2 separate regions of the Arachis hypogaea genome follow, and region 2 is linked to region 1. The links are chromatin contacts, called in public Hi-C maps. All regions are on one chromosome and are shown on one strand. The core of a region is the stretch at or near the end of the contact, and the rest is flanking DNA. Distances in the headings are between cores, read along the strand shown. Region 1 has its middle 6.6 kb from the start of LOC112771542. Region 2 holds the start of LOC114925762.

Evidence for each region. Hi-C and Micro-C count contacts between places; a contact is called where the count stands out from the background.
Region 2: a contact with region 1 is called in a Hi-C map of leaf, with 6 times the contacts expected there. The contact joins the promoter of LOC114925762 here to the enhancer-like site in region 1. A contact is called at or near these places in 2 of 8 Hi-C or Micro-C datasets (both in leaf).

What each region holds. Positions count from the first base shown.
Region 1 is chr18:10,819,775-10,827,726 of arahy.Tifrunner.gnm2.J5K5, reverse strand. No RefSeq gene overlaps it. Among protein-coding and RNA genes, the nearest start is that of LOC112771542, 6.6 kb to the right of the region's middle. Within about 2 kb of position 4,891, at least 2 of the 3 cell types and tissues checked have open chromatin away from gene starts, as enhancers often do.
Region 2 is chr18:11,211,444-11,219,395 of arahy.Tifrunner.gnm2.J5K5, reverse strand. LOC114925762 reads left to right here and starts at 3,717. Exons shown (of 15, transcript XM_072224763.1): 1 at 3,717-3,749; 2 at 3,889-3,983; 3 at 4,065-4,162; 4 at 4,221-4,344; 5 at 4,880-4,931; 6 at 5,011-5,026; 7 at 5,122-5,183; 8 at 6,378-6,426; 9 at 6,760-6,786; 10 at 7,053-7,081; 11 at 7,540-7,621; 12 at 7,742-7,869. The coding sequence starts at 3,717. It overlaps LOC112769394 (wax ester synthase/diacylglycerol acyltransferase 4-like), which reads left to right. Exons shown (of 5, transcript XM_072224764.1): 2 at 1-2; 3 at 1,265-1,630; 4 at 2,094-2,231; 5 at 2,328-2,620. The coding sequence ends at 2,471.

The DNA of each region.
Region 1 (7,952 bases), core at 3,642-6,141:
TTGGAGAGCAAGCCAAGGATGGAGAGCTCGGATTGATGAAGGGTGATGATCAAGAAAGGACTAGAGGTAATTGCATGTTGGTTATTGCATGGTTATCTCTTCTCTCTCTATGTGGCCGAACCGGTTTTGTTGAAGGAGAAAGAAGTTGGTTCGGTTTTGGCTTCAATAAGTGGAGGCTCCCCTCTTCTATATTAAGGGTGGACAGCCATTGTTTGAAGCAAGGAGAAAATTTGAGAGTGCAAGGCACAGAGTTCTCAGAGCTACCTGAGCTAACAGTTTTCTCTTCTCCTTCAATGTATTCAGTTTTGTATTTTTCTGTTTAATTTTGTCATGTCTTGAGTCTCATGGTAAAAGGCAAACAGTGAGGTTTGTAATGAAAAAGCCATAGAGCGGAAAAAGGCAGAGAGTGCAAAATTAAAAGAAAAAGCCATAGATGTCTTAGAGTTCCTTTGTTCATCTATGTTGTGTTTCATGATTCTGTGGGAATCCCCTTGTAAGTTGGGTTAGCACTTTACAAGTTGTAATCTGTTTGATTATAGTGAAATTCCATCATTATTGTGATGGAGACTGGATGTAGGCTGCACTGCACTTAGCAGCCGAACCAGGATATATCTTGGTGTAATTTTCTTCCTCTCCTACTTCATTTCTGTTTTCTACTGCACAGGAGCAAAAACCAAAAATGTCTCGTGCTAAGTGACGAGACAAAATGAAAATGTCTCGTGGCTAGGGACGAGCTAAAAACATAAAAGTCTCCTCCGAATCCAGCAAGTGTTAGGAAGCAAAAAAGGGGCTAAGATTCAACCCCCCCCCCTTCTCTTAGCCACTGAAACCATCACCTCTGATGCGAATTAGTAAAAATAAATTAATTTAGCATCATAAACAGGGGCAGTTTGTTACCTGTTTGTATTGTAGGTGGTGTCGAATGAAATGACGTCTCCGAAATACTCAAAGGCGGCTCTGCTTCTTGCATCGGCCCAAAAAGCCAGCTTAATCGATTGATCCTCTTCGAGTTGGAGCTCAAAAAAGAAATTCGGATTTTTCTCTTTCATTCTTAACAAATATTTCCCGAATTCCTTTGCATCTTCTTGTTCGGAAACATTCCGCACTTCCCTGGTAATGTAATTCCTCACGTCCTTTTCGATAAAATTTAACTCGCGGTGACCCCCGGCAGCAGCAACAAATGATTGGTAGGTTTTGCTTGGTCTGATACCGGCCTCCTCGTTGTTCTCTATCGTACGACGAATGGACATGCTTAGTTCCCTGTGCTGTTTGAGCATCTCTGCTTTGCTTGGACAGCAGGGGTGTGAATGATCCAGCACAACCTTTGAAATGATCCAAGCACTGACATCCTTCAATGTGTGTATATAAATTCTTGCAGGACAGTTTAGACCGGCTGTCGGATTGGTCTTCTCGGTCGGAGATATTTTAGATTTCCATTTTCCCTCTCTGCTACATGTAATCAGTTGGTTCTTAATCTCGTTTCCCTTCCTATTTGTGCACCGAACTCTTGTAGAGAAACCTACAGCCTTGGCGTAGTTCCTGTAAAATTTTCCAGCATCTTCAAGGGTGGTAAAGGTCATTCCGACCTTTGGAACAAGCTCGTCATCAACAACCGAGAGAGGCTGCAAAATACACTGTGTCAGAACTGTGAATACACCCATAGATATGATTCAAATACACCCAATCATGTCTAATACGATACACCCGAACCGCAACAACTCAACTACAGAATGACTTTTAAAGCCATAAACTATAAATACACAGGCTGCAGAATACACCATCTCAAAAACTAAAAACACACCCAATCATGTCTGATATAATACACCTGAACAACAACAAGTCAATTAAAATAACAAAAAACCAATAAAGTGTAGATACACCCACACTTCTAGCTAAAATACACCCAAACAAGAATTGATCTACACCCGAGCGTCTGCTACAAATTCCAGGTAATTAATCACAACTAATACATTGAATCGACAGATTCAGATAAACGTGTTACTTTCACAGTTAATGTTCAGCAATTTTTCAACTACACAATGCTATACAAATTACTGAAAGAAAATTCATACTAATCCTATGTAAATCAAACCTCAGGAACTTCGTTAGATTCTGACTCATAATCCACTTCGCCTGCATTCAGCTGAGAATCTGAGGTTGAATGATCCATTATCTTCAAAACGAGATCAAACTTTGATTTCAAAAAACAACAAATAAAAAATAGAAAACGAAGCTCGAGTTGCAGAGAGAGAAAAAGGTAACCTAAACGAAGAAGATGCTAGTGAGAAAAGGAGAGGAAAAGAACGATGGAGAAGAAGGAGGGAAGACGCGCGAGAAGAAGAACAACGAAATCTCAAAATAACGAAAACGAAAAAGGAAAGAAATATTTTAAATCTGGTAGTTAAATATACGCGTGATGTTATATAGCACGTGTAATCAACGTACCTGAAGCAGCGCATATTTTGATTTTATTGTTTAATGAACTTGTAAAGCATACAAGCCATTAGGGCTTGTATGCAGAGCTTTTCCGTTATTTTATTTACCCGTAGCATAATTTTAGACATGTTCGATTCATAACTAAATTATAATTAAATTTTACTAAATTAACAATTAAATTTTATATTTTTTAATTCAATTTTTATATTATTTTTAATTTTGTAATTAGGTCATTTTTATGTCAAAATTCTTAAAATTAACAGAATATTTCTCTTAAAGAATATGTGATCAAATATCTAATTAAGATCTTAATTGTAAATACTTTTGCAGAAAAATATTCAATTAACTTTAATATTTTTTATACTAGAAAAGATTTAATTATAAAATTAAAAATAGTATATATATATATATATATATATATATATATATATATATAAACCTAATTATAAATTTGATAAAACTATAAAAATCAATAAAATAATTAAATCTTTAAGATAATAGAAATTTTCTTTTTTATAAACAATGAATCGATCAAGTTATCCATAATAATAATAATAATAATAATAATAATAATAATAATAATAATAATAATATTGTCTTTATTCTAACTCACCTCCAAAAACTAGTTTGAGAGATTAGAAATGCTTCACATAATTACACTCATAAATTTTTTTATAGATTTTATTTTAAAAAGGTGCGAGATTTGTAATATTATATTTTTATAATTTAGTTTTGATTCATAATTAGTATAAATTAATTTTATATATATATTTAATTACGTAATAATTAAGTTAGTAAATATAATTATTTTTTTATATTATCTGTTTAAATAATTATTTAAAAAAACTTATATTAAATAAATGTATACAATATTTTACAATATTAATGTCATAAAATTAAACATATATTATTATATAACATAAATTACAAAGTATAACACATTTAGTCTTCTATACGAGAATTTTACGGTCATTCCACTACTTAGAGTTTCTTACTTATTTTTTGAATAGCTGCGATTGGCTAGACACCACAGAGGATTTCGGAGATATTTCCGACATCTTGACCATTAGATAATGTGGTGCTATACATTATAAGATTACTAATCAAAATAGTTAAATAAAAATTAATTAATTTAAGAGTTTAATTTTGATACACTAACAACGTAAATCATTTTATACCGTCGTATAATCATATTTATTTTTTTTAGATAATTATTCATACAGTCAATGTAAAAGATAATTATTTTTATTGATTTAACGTTATGTAATTAGATATACGTATAAAATTATATCAAAATTAAATTTTTAATTTAATATATAAAATATACATGTATATAATATATTTATGAAAAAACAATATATTTAACAAAAAAAAAAAGAAAAACAAAACAAAACATGTGGTGACTTCGATGCCTAATTGCCTATAGCTTCAGCTTGCCTTGAGGACTTTAGGAGGCCAATGTTTCGGAAAAAATGAAGCAAAAGCACACACTGACGTCATCAGGCATTTGCTAAATTTAGAACTAGGGGTGGCAATGGATATGGTTTGGAGTCAACCCTAATCCTACCCGCTCTTAATCCGCAGGTATCCGATCCTACCTGCGAATTACATAAAAAAAAAAAATAATATTATTATATATTTTGATAATAATTTAAAATAGAACTGATTTTTATGTAAAAAAAAGTTTATTAAATTATCAATTAATGATCTTCTTTTAATGACTAAATTTTTTTTGCATTTAATGAGAGGTCTTTGGTTCAACATCCACTTAACATATTTTTATATAAGTATATAACATATGCATATATAGAATGCGGGTTGGTCGGGTAGGGTTGAGGCTCAACCCGCACCCTACCCGACTCGCACGAAAATCATACCCGCACCCTACCCTATCCGCTGCGAATCGAGTTGGCAACCCTACCCGACCGAGTGGAGTCGGATTGGGTACCCGCAAGTAGGGTACATGTTGCCACCCCTACTTAGAACTTAGAACCCATCGGTCTAGTTCAGAGCGGTTTTTCCTTAGTTTGACCAGCAAACCAGATTTGACCGGTTTGCATAAATGGTCCATAATCATAACAACATAGCAAGTTAGCAACGATCGAACCTTACCGAGTTTGATAACAGTAATATTTTAATTATTTTATTTATCTTAAATTTTAGATCTTATTAAATCATAAATTTTTAATTTTTAAATTATTAATTTAAAATTTAAAATTAATTTTTTATTTTTTTATATTGTATTTGACCTCACTTATTTTATTTTTTTATTTCAGGGCGTAATATTTGACCTCACTTTGTCGCTTTTATTTTTGTCTTGGTTTATATTGTTGGTTGGACTTCTATCTTGTAAGCTCTTTCCATCCATAATGAATGGCAAAAGGCCCAACTGCCCAAGACCCAAGTCATATCCCAAATAGAGGGAGCAAAAAGGGTAGTAAGTGGTACAATTCTTTTTTTAGAAAAACAAGCCTTCTGCTTTAGAAATTTTATTGACCCAAAAGCAATAGCCTTCCTTAACTAAACCAACCCAGAGTACAAAAAAATAATTTTAAAAATCTCTAGCATTTCCACAACTAAAACACCCTAAAACCGTATAATTTTTCATTAATTAAAAATGTAGGATTAGTTTGAACTTGATATGAATTAGTTGTAAAATGCGACTGTGGCTACAAATATGCCTCATGCCGATAAAAGAAATACTATCATTCCTCTGTTATATATGATCCACGTGTATATCTTTTGTAATTTGTTTATGGACTTATTTTAATTTATTTCTTAATATCAAGATTTATAAATAAAATATAATTATAAATATTTTATTATTTTATTTATAAAATACTAGCTCTAGAAACGACTGCGCTTTTTAGTTTATTTTATTTTATTCAATAATGACTAAGAGAGGGGGATTGAATCTTAGCCTTTTTTTTTCAGTGACTTTTTAACTTAACTTTATTGGCCCAAGAAAACTTGAGGAAATATTTTTGTTTTATCTCCTATCTAATTAAGAGACACTTTTTTTTTGTCTCCTAAATTATAAAAAAAGAAATAGAGTAGAGAATAGAGAATTGCACACAGATGTATCCTGATTTAGCTACTTAGTGCAATGTAGCCTATATCCAGCCTCTATCACAACTGTGACAGAATTTCACTATCGTTCAATGGATTACATTCACCAATTCTTCTTAGGATCTACCAATCTTATCTGAGACAAATCCAGATTCTAACCCAATTTGAATTTGACTAGAACTCAACCTAGCTTTCAACAGTCAAGTACTAACCCAACATGTAAGGTAATCCTCTCAGGATTATGATACAAAATAGAAATACATATAAAGAATTTCTAAGATAATTATATGACTTTTTCTCCAAGTTTAACTCACTACCTTTTTGGGTTTTTCTTACAAACCTCGCCATGTTTGTTTTTTTTCAATGAGACTTAGACAGACTAAACTGAGAAAAAGAAATACAACAAGAAAACCATGAAGGAGAAGAACTTAGAATAACTCAGGTAGCTATGAGAACCGAACTTAGTGTTCTGTTTTTTTCTCTTACCTTCAATCCTTGACCGTTCACCCTTATTATAGAAGAGTGAATATAAGCAATTTCAACCTCTTTGCTATCTTCTTCTCCAGTATCAAACTTTGCAGCGACGTCATTAGAACAGAGAGAGAGAAGGCCAAATCTTTGACATGCAACTTACTTTCTCTTTCATCCTTTTTCTTTAAGTTCCTTTGATCTTGACCGTGAATCTTTTCTTTCACTCCAAGTTTGATTTGTGGTCGTTGATGAGTTTTTGAACATGTTTGACTTTACTCTTTTCATGGTTGTTTGATTTGTACTTGAGGTTCAGCAAACTTCTTCACAGTCCCTTGATATAGCACGAATGAAAAAAAAAAATAGCTTTTGAGATGCTCTAACCGGATGCAATCCTCCTTTTTATTGTAGCTTTGAAACTTGCTTGAACTTGATAACACACTTTTTGTTCTTCACCAAAACTTAGCTTTAATTCTTTTCATTTTTTTTCTTTTTTGTTTCTAAGTTTTAATGTGAAAAGGTAGAAAAGGAAGAGAGAGAGGAGAGAGTGTGTTTGGTGAAATTGAAAAAGAATTCAAATGAATTGAATATTTTGTTTACTTTATTGGTAACTTAGTGACTTGTATGGATTTGATTTGAGATCACCGACTGAATTTGGATTCCTTATATTTTTATTTTTGGTGGAAATGTGTTTGAGATTTTTGTTTATGGATGTTCAATGTTTAAGTTATATTGTGTGCGAATGTGGGACAGATCAGTTTTGGGCTAAATTTTATGCTTTTTTGGTTATTAGCTTTGATCAAGTTATTTTTTTGCACACTTAATAAAACAAATCACACAAATAATAGTCTAATAATATTTGTTCATCATTTTGATTAAGATTTAGTTTTCCAAACTCAACCTATTTAAAAGAATTTGTTAAGTTTGATTTTTGGTTAGTAAGAAGGTTGGAAAGAAGAAATGGAAAATAGTGCATAGCAGTTTAATATAAATATATAGTTGATAATTTAATTTAATATCTAAAATAATTAAAAAAAATTATAGATATATAGAGTAAATGGTCAAATTCATCTCCAAAAATTTATTTATTTTTTAAATTGGTTCTCAAATAATTTTTTTAATCAAATTCATCCTTCAAAGATTTTAAGTTGATCACATTAATTCTTTCGTCACTTTCACTACTTATGGCATCAATATTTGTTGATATGTTATATTAAGTAACATGCACTACAACACACACTTAATAGTTTTAATTAGCTACTAACATGATAAGTTTATGAAATTAGATTAAATCAATATCAAATGGAAGGTTTCAGTGCCTCAAAGTCTCCCTCAATCTAAGGTCCTCTCCAATTGAGATTAATTTAATCTAATTACATAAACTTATCATGCATGTTAATCGCTAATTAGGACGACTAGGTATGTATTATGGTTAGTGTGGTGTCATTTAATATATCACATCAATAAATATTAATGCCATTAGCAATAAAAATAACGGAATAACTAATTTAACTAATTTAAAATTTTTAAAAGACGAATTTAATTAAAAAAAAATCGAAGACCAATTTAAAAACGAATAATCTTTTAAAAACAAATTCAACCATTTAATTGAAAACTATAGAACAACACGAGTGTAGGACTCTTATTACTAGCAATTGAGCGAGCAAATAGAAAGTACTCGAAAACAATAAAAGAATATTTGGGAGATAATAGAAATTTAATCTAAAGTAGTCAAAAGTTATTTTATTTTATATTAAATTTTTTTATTTTGTATTTTTTAATTGTTGCTGAAATAATTAAATAATTTTATATGTAATAAATCTATAATTATAAAGGTTACATGCATAAAATTTCAAATGTTAAATTAGATAAGTAATTCTAGACTATTATTTCTCTAGTATTACTGAAAAAAAAAAACATTGAGTTATGCTAATGATGAGTTACTTCTTTCACCATGTTAAGAATATATAGTTTAATTT
Region 2 (7,952 bases), core at 2,468-4,967, 390 kb before region 1:
TGGTAAGTGGTAACTGATTTTCCATTCTCTTAATTGTCCTTTTTTGGCGTCTCCTTTTATATATCTACACCCTTGTTAAATTACTAGAGACAGAGACACAAGTATACCAAGAAGAGTGGGGTGAATCATTATTTTATATCTCCTGAAAAATTGTGTTTGACAAAATGATTCTTGAATTTAAAAGAAAAGTTTTAGGCGATTAATATTTTTTATTTTATTTTATACTTAAACTAATACCAGCTAAAACTCTTAAAAATCACGAAGAAGCTTATAGTAGTAGAAAAACTCCTTTCTTGCTAATTGCTATGGGGTGTGAAACCCTTTCCTATTTTTTTAATTTTTGTTTTCTTTTTGGTTTTGTGTAAAATTTATTTTCCAGTTGTTCTCTCTATTAAACTGTTGCAAAATGTTTTATTTGCCTGCTGATCTCCAAACCCCTGCCATAACGGCCACAAAGTGGCATATAGCGGCATTTTTAAAATAGATTATTATTAAACTGCCGCTACCTGACAGATCTTTGTAATGATAAAAGTATGAATTTAATTTTGATACACTATCACTATAAAATAGTTTTACACATGTATTTAATTACATAATATTATATTAATAAAAATAATTACTTTTTACATTGACTACATAAATAATTATAAAAAATAAATGTAATTATACGATTGTGTAAAATATTTTATATTATCAGTATATCAAAATCAAACTCTAAAAGTATTGACTCCTAGTATTCTTCAATCTAAAAGGCAAACTCATGTTTTTAACATATCAAGACTTTTTACAGAATCCATTGACTTATATTATTTTGTTGTAAGTGCTAAGGTATTGAGTAGATCAGTTGTTGCCATTTTTTAAATTCATGTCCCGCCATTGAAAATTGAATACTTATTAAAAAGAATCTTACAAAATTATTAAATTAATAATAAATAAAAATTTAAATAGATACATGTCCAATTCTGATTAGTGGGACATGATCAATAGTCATTTCCTTCCGCTATTAACTGCTTATGTATACGTAACATGGCACGTTAGGACATAGGAGCCACATGTTTGCTTTTTTAATTCAGGGTCATTTTGTCAAACTCAATTTTTCTTTCACCAAAATTATTGTCTTGTACCCTACAAAGAAAAGAATAATTCACCTTGTTTAAAATTTTCTAATTAATTATTTTGTGGAGATTATAGATAAACTATAAAGTACGCAATTATTATTTCATTAATCTTCGCCTATATATATTATTTTATATGATAATTTCAGAGCATAAATGATGTCCTAGTGGGCATGATTTTCCTTAGCATTCGGTTATACATGGAAGCAAAGAATGAGGAATCAAGCAAAGCAGATGCAACAGGATTAGTGCTGCTTAATACAAGAAGAATTAGAGCTTACAAGTCAGTGAAGGAGATGCTTGATACTAAAACCAATTCAGGGGCTTCATGGGGAAATCAATTTCAATTCATGCACCTTCCTATTCCCAAAATGAGTGACCATTCCAATTCATTAATAAACCCTCTTGAATTTGTTTTGTCAGCCAACAAAATTATCAATAGCTTGAGAAATTCTCTGGCAATACCACTCAATGGTGTGCTTTTAGGCTTGGTTGATAAAATCAAAGGCCCAGAGGTTTGCATTTAGTACCCTCAACTTTACTTCTTATTAATTTACACATTGAATTTGTTTATAACATTTTCTAGCATTTTTTAATCCTAATTAATTTTGTCCTAAGGCATTGATTTCACACATACATTTTTTTAGAAAACATAATGTAATAATAAACTCTAGTGTGGAAATAAATCTGGGAAGATTTTTGACAAAGGTTTTTCTTTTTATGGAGATAAAGTGACTATAATGTGTTGTGAATATATAGGATATCTTATTTATTATAAGCTCGATATCTCAATTTAACAAAATGAATTTATTTAAAAATAGATTATCACACTTCATACTCATAGTAAGCAACATTTCTAGTTTTTTAATAATAGAGAATTTTTCTTATTCTTTTTATGTATACTTATTTAAAGACACTTCATCTTAATTATTATTATTACTACTCTTCGTATTAATTAAGGTTGGGTTAGATCATCAGGTTGCGGCAAAATATGTGCACAAAACATTGGCAAATTCAAGCCTTAGCATCTCACACATGGTTGGACCAGTTGAAAAAGTGGCTATTGATAATCATCCCGTCAAAGGTTTTTACTTTATGACTGTTGGTTTACGTCAGGTGCATGCACATCATACATCTTATTTATATAATTAATTTGTGTAGAATATGTTGCAAATATACTAATTAACCTTTTGTTTTCAAAATTTGATGCAGAGTCTCACGGTGACAATATTAAGTTACATGGGGTATTTACGCATTGGATTTGGAGTGGAAAAAGATTGGATAGATGTACACCATTTGATTTCGTGTTTCGAGACTGCCCAAGAAATGATTCTGAATGCTGCAAATAAAATATAATCATGTTTTTTCAGCAAAGTGCAAAAGCATTATATATATGTCTGTGTGTGTGTGTGTTTGTATGTATGTTCTTCTTATTATTGTATCACTAATAACTATGGCTCGTGGTTCTACAATTAAATAAAAAATAATTAAGTGCTGTTCTCCCATGCTAGTTCTAATTTCAGTTTTATTTTGAATTTTATAAAAATATTTGTAAGACTATATATTATAAATAGTGATCTGAAATTAAAAGTAAAATTTGTTCTTCCAATGTTTAGTCTTATTTGATTTAAAATTTTATATTATTTTTAATTATTTCATCAACATAATTATACGAGTGACAAAATTTTATTAGTTCTCCGTCAAGATAATATTGTATCTCTAAAGTGATATCGGTTTTATTTCATTATAAATCAACTTCAATGCAAATTTTAAATTCTAAATCAATTCACTTTTTAAAAATATAAAAATGATGATACTAAAAAAATACTCTATTAGAGATGCTCTTACTAACTACTTCTATCATATATATTTGAAAATAGTGCTTTCTTTTGCAAATTTTTTAGATGATATTCTTTTCTTCTCTAATTTTTTATGATTAGAATAACTTAATTTAGTTATTTCATCAAAATATTTTTCAATAATCATTATAATTATATATAACTTAGTAATAATTATTTAATCGATTCAAACAACAACAACAACAACAACAATAATAATATTATTGTTGTTGTTGTAAATAAACTTTATTTATTTTTGTAAGAGTTTTTGAGTTGAATATAGTTTCAGAGAGAAAAATAGAGAAAAGAGTATATCTTTTTAACACAATTCAATTTATGGTATGTCAAATAATTATTTACTAGAGGAAATATAAGGAGCCAATATATGTGTCGTACAATGCATATAATGGAGTTAATTTTAAATTAAAATTAAAGTATCGGATGTTTATTTAAAAATGTTCACATATACTTATTTTAGAATAGTAAAGGTGTATTTGTGTGAGCAATTTTAAGTATTTTAAATTGGATGTTCGATTCAGTAGGATATCAGATGTTTATTATCCCTGGTATCCGAATGGTTATTCTGGATAGTATGGATGTATTGTGTTTGATAAATTAGTAGTATTTTACGCTGGATGTTCGAACATGTACAATAGCGGATGGTTAATTTTTCATATTGAGCCAAAGAACACTACAAAAAAAAAGGTTAAAATGGCATTAATATTAAGGCGGTTTTAAAGAACCGCCATAATATCCAGCCATTATGGCAATTTTCGTTACTGCCGGAATTGGCTTTGTATATTTTGGCGGTTCTAGTGATTAGGGCGGTTTTGAACCGCCGTTTTCCCATGTATATAAAATAAAAGAACTGCAACACCTCCTCATTCAACGAAACACATTCGACGCTCTCATCTCCCTTCTATCTCTCCTTTTAGGGCTTCTCCTCTCTCCGCCATGTAAAGAAGCTCTCCGACAACGCCGTTCTTCCTTCTAGGGCTTCTCCTCTCTCCGCCGGTTACAATCCCTCCAGGTACCTCTCTCTCTCAAGTTAAGCTGAAACAGTTACTTCTCCTCTCCGACAAATGCTATTTTATTTTGTTTTTTCTGTTAGTGCTGTGGAGACGAAGATTCAGGCGAGAGGCAAGGCTCTGGTGGCTAAACCTCAGTATTTTGATTCCAGAAGGCACCGATTTCTTCGTTTTTGTTTGGGTTAGGGTTTCAAAATTGTTTTTGGTGCTGATTTATGGGGATTTTTGTTTCTCTACAGCTCCGCGATCGGGTCTTCCGTTGAAGCATTGGATTGATGTTGGTGCGGGGGTGATTGACGCCGATTACAGAGGACTGGTTGGGGTGATACTGTTCAACCAGTCGACGATCTCAGGTCTTCTTTCGTAACTTTACCCCTTCCTCTCTGTATCTCTCTCTCAACTCAGATCTTCTATTGCTTACTTCTATTAAGGTGTTTCTCTGATCTCCGATCTCAGATCTCAGAAAAAATCTGCCATAGCTTAGTTTCACAAAGCTTACATCCTTATTTGCGTTTACTTATTAAGGTTTGGATTTTTTGTGTTTAACTTTCTATGCGTTGTTATCTTCTTAAGATTATTCTGGATTGTTTATATTTGCGCTCTGTCTATCTGAGATGGCTAAATTTTCTTCTCTTTTTTTCCCTTGCAACTCTATAACTGACATAGTCGGCTGTTAGGAATTAATTAAAGTGGTTACAGTTAGCTAGTTAATTTGTTAGGTGCTTGGTTGGTGATGTAAGGAGTTAAGAGTGTGCTGTTGCAAGTTAACTAGATGATGGTGTTGGTGTAGTTGGCATAGCTTTTCCTCCCTTAAATATGAACTGTTGGCATCCATTTTTACTTAAATTTATTAGTGATGCTGAACATTCTGGTTGTGTTTAAAATATAGGCACTAAAGAAAACCTTTCAAGAAATTGGATCACGATTATACAAGATTTCTTGGGTTCAAGGTAAGTTATTGTGATAGTTGAATTGTCACTTTTTAAGAGCTTTTGATGGGTCTGACTTTGCTTCTTTTCCATCTTGTAGCAGTCAAACTGTGGAGGTACAATTTCTTCATAAACATCTCAATGATCATGATTAAAATAGCTTCATAAAATTTAAGTTGGAAGTTAAACAACAAAAATGTTCAACATGCAGGAATTAACTCATCAAGTAAGGCTTCTATAAATGTAGCTAACAGATGTACATCAGAGACTGAGGTGCAACTTTGGAGCTTTTGGTTGTTAAAGTATTTCTTTTTCTTCTTGATGTTATCTTATTGCTCTCTAACTGAATTATTGTTGATTTGACCTAGGCTTAGTTATTTGTGACCTGAGTCATTTTTCTGTGGATTAGTTGTGCTAGTAAGTGATATGGTGACTAAAATATTATAAATTGATAAATAATCATATAAATGGATGTGTTATGTATTGTATAGCTTTTTAGTAATGATTAAGATAAATCCACCCACAGTCCATTTGTATCGTGTCACGTTTTATACAAATCATGAAGTTGATTTATACTTTGGATTTTGTCACAATTTGACCACTATTTAGTATTTTGAACCGAAAATATATTGCTTTACTAGTCGACTTTTCTCGAAAGCCCCAGATTTTCTTTGTTAGCAGTTGGGTAGAGCTTGCTTAATAATTTGAATATTTCCTGTGATTTAAAATGGATGACAGTTTTTTATCTTTTAATTCAGAGTCTTCATAGCAGAAGCAGTTGCCCTGATTGCTCCTCCCAACCCCCATAGCAATAGACACACTGCTACCTCTTCTGTGCACATAATAGATTGCCATTTAGATATGAAATCGTACTCAAGCATAGCATTAAGATGGTTCCAAATCCAAAATGTATAAATTGATATTTTGGTTTATTCATATGGACACTTGTTGATCACCCTTCTAATGTTGGCATAATTGCAGTTTCCTGTTCTTGGCTGTATTGCTGTATTGCTGTATTGCTGTATTGCTGTATTGATCATCCATTAACGTGCATTTTCCTCCACGATCTGTTTCTCAGTTTGCGTTCTAACTTCTCACTTCTAGATCTGTAACTAAATTCACATCCTCTGGTTCTAATTACTTCAATGATTGTTATATGCTAATTGTTCTAATTACATTAACTCTTAATTATTGTTTTTAGCATTTCGCCTTTAATGCGGCTTTGATAATTGGCTCGATGCTCCTTATCGCTTATTTCTTCCTCGTAGTTTCATGGAAGTTCTATTTTGGTTCATTTCTTGTAATGTGTTGTTATCAAATTACCAAATTTAGGGTTTTTCTTTTCTCAATTTTGGTTTTGGTTCCATCCAATTTTGATTTTGGTCCACTTCCTGTAATTTTTAATTTTGTGATTGTGCCACTGTTTTAATTTTGGCTTTTAATTTTTTATTTTTTTTGCTCATGCAGAAGTACATAAAGCAGAACACTGACGTGACTCTCTGTGCACTCGAGATAGGTATCAATTTTCTTCACTTCTCTACTTTCTTTTGTTCGTGCACCTTATTACCTCATTACTTCCTTTTCTGTTAGGTTCCATCAAGAAAATAAACGGTTTTTGAAGTTTGATCTATGACATTTTATTATTTTTAATTTATGATTTTATTAACAAAGGATATCAGAGCTTTTCTTTGTATATTAATGTAGGGAGTGAGTAAGTTCTAATAATAAAAGAGGTTTAGATTGTGACTTAATTTGTTGGAAAAATGAATGAAAACCATATTTGTATATATATATATATAGGTTTAAAATTTGATTATGAAATTGATAATTCATATTGCTTTGTACCCAGGGAAGCAACCATATCAAGAATCTGCAGGTATATATAATTAGGTGCTATATGGCTTAGCTTGCATATTGCATGTTAAAAAGGTAATTAAAAAGCTTTGATAGTAGTTGTTATTGTCTACTACTAATATACATCAAAAGCTAATTAAAAAGCAATGATGGTTGTGAAAGATTTGGAGAATATATTATTAAGATTTCATTCCTACGAAAATATACTGAAGTATCTGATTTGTTTAATAAATTGAGTTTGCAAATTTTAAGGCTGGAGTGGTTAACCTTTTTGGTCTATATTCTCAGCAAAGGGAGCCAGATTGAGCCAAAACCAGGTACTAATTATTAGTATTTTAAGGTTTGTACTATTTGTTGATGGAAATTGCGAGAGAAAGTTAGTAAAATGGATTATTTATTTTATTATTAATGTTAGTTCTTTTTCTTTTGTTGTATTGATTGTTAGGAAGAGTGGTGTTAGAGGATCTTAATCAAAGTAAATAGGGCCTTTTGTTGCTGAGTGGAAGTTGGAAAAAGCAAAGATTTCTTTTTGTTATTTTTTTTAAAACTATTGGCCTTTTGTCATGAAAACAAAAATTCAATCCATATTTGAAGATCATTTCATTGTCTTGCATGTTTCTTCTTAGCTATTGTATTTTGTCAGAAACTGAAAGTATAGATTAATCCATAGAAAAAATTGTGTTCATATCTAGACACTTGCTTGGTTTAGAGCTTCTTTCTTCGATTCTGTTTGATCAGGAGTAAGCATTGCAGATTGTATTTTGTTCATATTTAGAATTTTGAAGACTTTACAGGAGAATTCTTCCGCTACCTTAATCTCATTGCAGACACATTAAATGGCTTGGAGGATCGTGATGGTAAGTTGGAGACTATATAAGAGTGCAAGAAATCGTATTATTTTTTGCCACATAAAAACTCAATACTTTTGATTATATTTCAACTTGCCTGTTTCTTATGTTGGACTTCTTGTTTAATAGCTATTGCGAGATTCGGGACAAGATGCTTATCAGCTGTCAGTGTGCATGATAATACTCTGGAGAATGTCGAGACGTTAGATGATGCACAGGCTAAGTTTGATGATATCCTTGATTCTCCTTCTATTGATGTAAGTTTTATTTATTTTTATATTTAATTATTTATGTATTTTTTTCAAATGAATTATTATGTCTGAAACATTTTTGTATTTGT